Linked DNA regions of Bombyx mori: region 1 is linked to region 2. A link is a contact called in public Hi-C data. All regions are on one chromosome and are shown on one strand. Each heading gives the region's core, a stretch centred on a gene start, on an enhancer-like site or on the middle of the called end of the contact. The rest is flanking DNA. Distances are from core to core; before and after follow the strand shown.

What was found. A called contact is a pair of places that touch in the nucleus more often than the background predicts.
Region 1: a Hi-C map of whole pupa shows a contact between it and region 2, with 3 times the contacts expected there. The contact joins the enhancer-like site here to the promoter of LOC101739236 in region 2. A contact is called at or near these places in 2 of 7 Hi-C or Micro-C datasets (posterior silk gland and whole pupa).

What each region holds. Positions count from the first base shown.
Region 1 is chr11:16,479,902-16,483,064 of ASM3026992v2, forward strand. LOC101741033 (protein ELYS) reads right to left here. Exons shown (of 38, transcript XM_012696126.4): 13 at 3,154-3,163; 14 at 2,474-2,596; 15 at 1,503-1,664; 16 at 352-463. Among protein-coding and RNA genes, the nearest start is that of LOC101741033, 10 kb to the right of the region's middle. Within about 2 kb of position 1,555, at least 3 of the 8 cell types and tissues checked have open chromatin away from gene starts, as enhancers often do.
Region 2 is chr11:16,442,821-16,446,199 of ASM3026992v2, forward strand. It overlaps LOC101739236 (putative sodium-coupled neutral amino acid transporter 10), which reads left to right and starts at 1,864. Exons shown (of 10, transcript XM_038013998.2): 1 at 1,864-2,108. The coding sequence starts at 2,025. It overlaps LOC101739371 (zinc finger protein 883), which reads left to right. Exons shown (of 3, transcript XM_062671246.1): 3 at 1-844.

The DNA.
Region 1 (3,163 bases), core at 305-2,804, 37 kb after region 2:
ATCAAATGAAATCAAAAAATTTTTATTCAACATAAATGAAAGTACATACTTTTTGAACGTCAAAAGAACTACCGCCAATTCACAAAAACTAGCCTCCGTCCTGAGAAGAACTGGCAAGAAATTCAGCGGACATGTATTTTTTCTTTTCTTTTATATTAGATTATTTTTTTAAATATTCATACACGGATAGGTACCACCATCTTGCCTGTTTCTGCTATAAATCTTAGTGATGACGCAGTGACGTGTGGCCACCAGTTACCATTTAATACAAGCCACGAAGATCTTCCGCTCAGTAAATAATATTGAAGAGATATTACTCAATTTACTAATACGAATATATATTTGACTTACATCAAAATCTCTGTGGTCCAGGTGCCAAAAAGCTTGTGTGGCTTTGATGGCGGTGTTGCTCAAACCGAACATCGTTGGGAACTGCATCAAGCGTCGGATTACACCCTCGTACCTATAAATTGGACTCATATTAATAATAGTGAATAGTGAAAAACGAATAAGATTAGGATTTTGATGTATGTCTTAATTGAACAACTAGTGTCTTAACGAAGTCTTTAGTGTATTAAGATTAAAAAGTTATTAAATTTCTTTCTTTCAGCTAAGTAGGATTTTTTTTAAATCTTGCATAATGTATTGTTGACAAAAGGTTTTGCGAAATGGAAAATATTATCTTGCCCCAGGTTATAATCTCATAGATTGGTCACATTAATTAAAGTTATTACTTGTAATTAGCATTCGCTAAACTCTAGCTCACGTAGACTGACCCTTATGATGCGTGTCGTAAACGAATGTATTGTCAGTTTTTTGTTATTAATTATTATTATTATTTTATTGCTCCTGTAGAGAGACGAGCATATGGCCCACCTGATGGTGAGTGGTTACCGTCGCCCATGGACCTCAGCAATGCCAGAGGCAGAGCCAAGCCGCTGCCTACCATTAAGTAATCTCCACAAGCCTCGTTTAAAGACGGACGTGTCATAGCGCTCGGGAAACACAGTGGAGGGGAGTCAATTCCCAAGCCAGTTGGTACGTGGTTAAGAATTAAAAACCGTCACGTCCTTACGGATCCATCAGATCCAATAACCTTTGCGTTAGACGCCTTCAGCTCTAACACCAGAAGCAGGGACCCCGGTAACCGTACTCGTCGAGCTCGGCAAAGAGTTCGACGTGCAACCTAACCCATGCATCAGCCCGCTGAGTTCTTCGCCGGACTTCTCAGCGGGTCGCGGTTCTGATCCGGTAGTAGATTCATTCGTGAGGCTGTTGCTCTTGAGTTGTTAGGTCTCCTTCGGAGGCGCTCGGGCAGCTGTTAGCAAATCCCTCCCCTCCTGGCTGAGCCTTTGCTCGCCCACCTGTCCTGGTGAAAAGGCCACCAGTAACCCTTCAATTTTTTTTTTTTTTTTGTAACAGCCATACATACACCTATTAGGTTCAGTCGGCTTCCTTTCAATCATAAAAATTAAAAACCGTGTTCGGTAGGGCACACTGACCGCACGTCGTCGTACACCATGCAGTAGTCGAGCAGCAGGTAGAGCACCAGGGAGTGCTTGTGCTCGTCGGCGATGTCGGGCAGCAGGTAGAGCCGCAGCAGCGCGTACAGCGACGGGGGCGGGTACACGCCGCCACTCTCGCTGCCGCCCTTCATCCACATCCTGTTCAGGGGAAAACCTTTAGATGGGTGGACGAGCTCACGGCCCACCTGGTCTTAAGTGCTTACTGGAGCCCATGGACATCTACAACGTAAATTCGCCACCCACCCTGAGATATCAGTTCTAAGGTCTCAGTATAGTTACAACGGCTGCCCCGCCCTTCAAACCGAAACGCGTTGCTGCTTCACGGCAGAAATAGGCAGGGTGGTGGTACCTACCCGCGCGGTCTCACAAGACGTCCTACCACCAGATGATTGTCACTTCTCGAGACACATTCGAATAGAGAATACTGAACAACTTCTTAGAGAATATCTGCTTACTGAAACAACAAGGTGGGAGGCGCATTTACGTTGTAGATTTCTATAGGCTCCAGTAACTTCTTAACACCAGGTGAGCTGTGAGTTCGTCTACACAGCTAAGCAATAAAAAAAAAACAACAACAGAAATAAATGAGCTCATGAGCCCAACGATTTGACAGCGTATAACATCAGGTGACTTTGTCGCTTATAGACACCATTGCCTCGCTTATATCTGCCGCAAAGCAACATTGCGTTCTGAAAGTCTATATTCAATTATAATTTGCCTAATTACTGGCGGTAGGACGTCATGTGAGTCCGCACGGGTAGGTATCACCACCCTGCCTATTTCAGCCGTGAAGCAGTAATGCGTTTCGGTTTGAAATGGGGCTCTGGTAACCACTCAAAATCAGGTGGGCCGTGAGCTCAATATTTATCCGAGGTCTTAATGGCATATCCTCACAATGATAGTCTCCAGCAACCACTTTAAACCAACATGAACAATGATGAACTCACTGATGTATCCTATCCCCAGCAAACTCTTGTTCGATGAGTTGATCTATGTACAGCAGCGAGCAGGACGCCTGCGCGCCGAGCTCGTGCGACGCGTTGTCTTGTAAGCGATTTAGCTTGAGGCGTCTGAAACGTAAAAAAACCTTATATTAAGCTCTGGTGAAAATTGGTCTGAAAGCTTTTGTACGACCACCGTGTTTCACCGAGCGGGTGATATTGCTCGGTAGACCGACGGCCCGTATGTTATTCTTCGGAACTTGTATAATGCAAGCTTATCTTGAGAATGTCGTAAGCGCATTTGTCGAATATTTTGTGTTTTATGACGGCTACCGCCACATCATACCGCATAGAAAATTAGTCAGTGTTAAAATGATTGAAACGACGCGGTCTATAGGACGAGACTATGTCGATGTCCAAATCTGAAACTAACGATGGATCCTACAGCAGGTAAAAATAAAAATATAATAAAAAAATATAAAATAAAATCAATATAATTTTCTAAACCCGTACCGCAAGTTTATCGCGTGAGGCGACCTGCGTGCCTGTTCGAAGGATACGCCAACTACAGTTGAAATATCGCCATTATGTCGCCTGACGTAAGGTAGCGCGGGTCCTGCGTCTATCAACTGCAGTTAAAATATCAACCTTATATCGCCTGACGTAAGGTAGCGCGGGTCCGGTACCTCTTGGCGT
Region 2 (3,379 bases), core at 614-3,113:
ATTTCAATAATCTGTGCTACCATTTTTGCTTGATAGAGCAAAAAAACATACAAACTGTTACATTTATAATATTGTAGTACCGTTAAAAATATTTATACGTTTTCCGAATCAACCTACCATCGTGATTTTCCTGAAACACGACACTGTTATTTAGTTAAGTGGTCGGTGACCCGCGGCTCTGGCTTCTCGCCTACAGCAGACAGCTCCTCCGCGAAATGTTTAGTTCAGGCACGGATATTATTTATTGTCTTGCCTTGAGACGAGTAAAAATTTTTGAAACAAAACTAAAAAAATGGCTATGAATCAATTTAAATTGTGTTTTAACTATATATGGCTTTTTTGGTCTACAAGTTTGCCGACCACCACTGATCTAGTTAGTAGGCAATTAATTTGAAACAACAGTTCGATGGGTAAGGCTTAAAAAAAAAACGTAAAATAATGAATCTTGTATGTAATAGAAAAAAATTAGATACTTTTATTTATTCTTTGGGTGACAAAAAATACCAGTGCCATTATCTTTTTATTTTTTATTTGATGGACGAAAATTGTTCACAATATTAACTTGTTAATTCATGTTTGCAAAAATATCGAATGCTTCTGTGTCCGCAAAATTCGAAATAAATTAAACCAAAGAGAGAAGATATTTTAGGGCGCGTATTATTACATATATTATTCCAAACATTTGTGCAACTTACGACCAGTGTTCAATAACAATAAAAAAAAAATTACACATTTATCACATTTAACAAATGATTATTAAATGCTTGTGAAATACATTTTGTTGAACACTGATCCGAAGTACCAAAGAGTAAAAAATAAAATAAATGCATAGTTTTAACAAATAGCTAAGTGGTTTTATTTTTAGATAAGGTATACGTGGAGATATCATGTTTTTTATTGATCTAATTATTGCATTGGGTCAACAAGCTCACAGCCTATTTGATGTTAATGCTTACCGGAACCCATATAAACTCGCACAAATAAAACAGACACGACCCATTAAATTTTTCGTTAGATCTTGGAGAGTCGCGATCCCGATTCAGTGGTGTAGATTAAGCGAAGCACTGCTTTTGTAAGAGCAGATGTCAGAAAATTTTCATGCTGAGCCTCGTCAGCTTGCCGACCAGTTTAGTAAGGTCAGAAGAAGCCATCGAAGCTAATGATAGGTAGGCAAAAAAGTGCATTTGGTTTATTTTGTCAATTTAGTACATATTTCTGCTTTCTTAGGCGTTTGTTCAAAATCACATCTATTTCTGCCGTGAAGCAGTAATGCGTTTCGGTTTGAAGGGTGGGGCAGCCGTTGTAACTATACTGAGACCTTAGAACTTACATCTCAAGGTGTGTGGCGCGTTTACATTGTAGATGTCTATGGGTTCCAGTAACCACTTAACACCAGATGGGCTGTGAGCTCGTCCACACATCTAGGCAATAAAAAAAAAACATGATCTGGCTTCCTCAGCTCTTCCAAAATACGTCACATGCTTGCGCAAATTTTGGCGGGAATGCAGCAGTGTAGTGATGCATTTTTTTATTTAGCCTTCACCTTTCAATATTACCCGTAACTTATTATTTAACGTTTAAATGAGCAAGTGTGGAGAAATGAAACAGGAACGAAACAAAGTCGTAGAGAAGTTACAGGGTGTGGAGATGTGAACAAAAATCGGCTTATATCATATATCTCTCGGGTTTTTATGAAAAGTCCTTTGAGGTCGCAGTAAATTTTCACCATTTGACTAAGACGCTAACATTTTATTTTATTCGATTCAATGTATATTTAAATGTGATTGAAATGGTTTCATTAAGTATGTAGGATGTGATACTTTTGTCTTTCCTGGTTTAGAAAAGCAAAACTTCCACTACTCTTTGACGTGTCGTTCGTTGTCATTGACGTTTGTCTTGTCATTTGTCATAACAAACAAAACAAATCTCAATGAGATGTGAGAGAGAGGTGCGCTTAGGTTTTTGTTTTTAAATAACATTATTAATTTAAAATATTAGAAACAAACAATAATATTATATGAAACATGGGAGTCGCTGGACAATCTATAACGCTGGCAAATAGCATTATAGGCGTTGGCATATTAGCCATGCCGTATTGCTTTCAACAAGTAAGTATCAAAATAGTGTATGATAAAATCGTTTTTTTGTTGATAATAAAATAATTTAAGTCTCAAATAAATTATAACCATAATATAATATTCATAAATAGAATAATTATGTTAAACCAATGGTAAGTCCGTACTTAAATAATGTAACTTGAATAAAATTTTCGTTCATTGTAAAAATATAATTTTGATTTACCTTGCTTGTGTTATCTAAAGATTAACAGAGCGAATGTCGATTACTTCGCCCACTTTACTTCTCACACTTTTTTACTTCGTATCAGAATCCACAATTGCGATCAATAGGATTTTATGGTCGAACCAAACATATTTACACAGGTGCTGTGAGGTGCCACACTGATTGTTATAAAATTCATGCAACAACGTTTGAATAAATTAAATAAAAACTACGACGTTTAAAAATATTGCAATAAATGATGATTATTATCAAGAAGATTAAATGTTATTAATATAGCAATATGCTTATCCTTCTTATCTTCTGAAAAAATATATAAGTACTGAAGTAAAATAAAATGTAATGAACAAGCTGAATTTAAAGCTTGGAAAAGAAAATTAACCTTCACTCAATACTCAATAAAATTAACCTTCACTCTAATGACACAAGATAAAAATTTATTATCATACAGTATTTGGGTGAAAAACTTCTGGTTTTCTGTTAAGGCTAGTTATATAGAAGTTTCTTTTCTTCTCTGCTGTCATATATCATATTGGCATAGGTAGAGTGTCTCACTCTTTGTATCTCTCATGAGATCGGTGAGAAACCTGATCATTTTGCTTGTATGTAATTTTGTTAGTCTCTTCTGGAAACTTGTAGCAAAAGTATCTCATATACTCTTTTAATTAACACTAAAATGTTATAGATAATAATTAATCTATTTATCATGTAACAAAAAAAAAAAACTATTAATTCTTTTCTAATTTTACGTTTTTCTTCACACATGTGAACATGCATGGAATCTTGTTTACTTGATTGGAGTTTAAAAAGTGAAAGTGGCACAAAGAAGCTTTCACATTCAAATGCTAATTTAAGATTCAATTCAATAGCTCTTAGCAGTCATGTATAATAAATAATACTTAGTTTCTGTTAAATCCAAAGAATATAATATTAACAAAAACATTAATCAGAAACGTATAATAAATTAAAGAATTTAAGGTAGCTAAAAGTATATTTGGATATTAATTGTACCGAAAAACCCAGCTCTCGTGATGCTTAGGACTACCTGATGGTATCTGGCAGGCCCAGGGTGAAGGAGAGA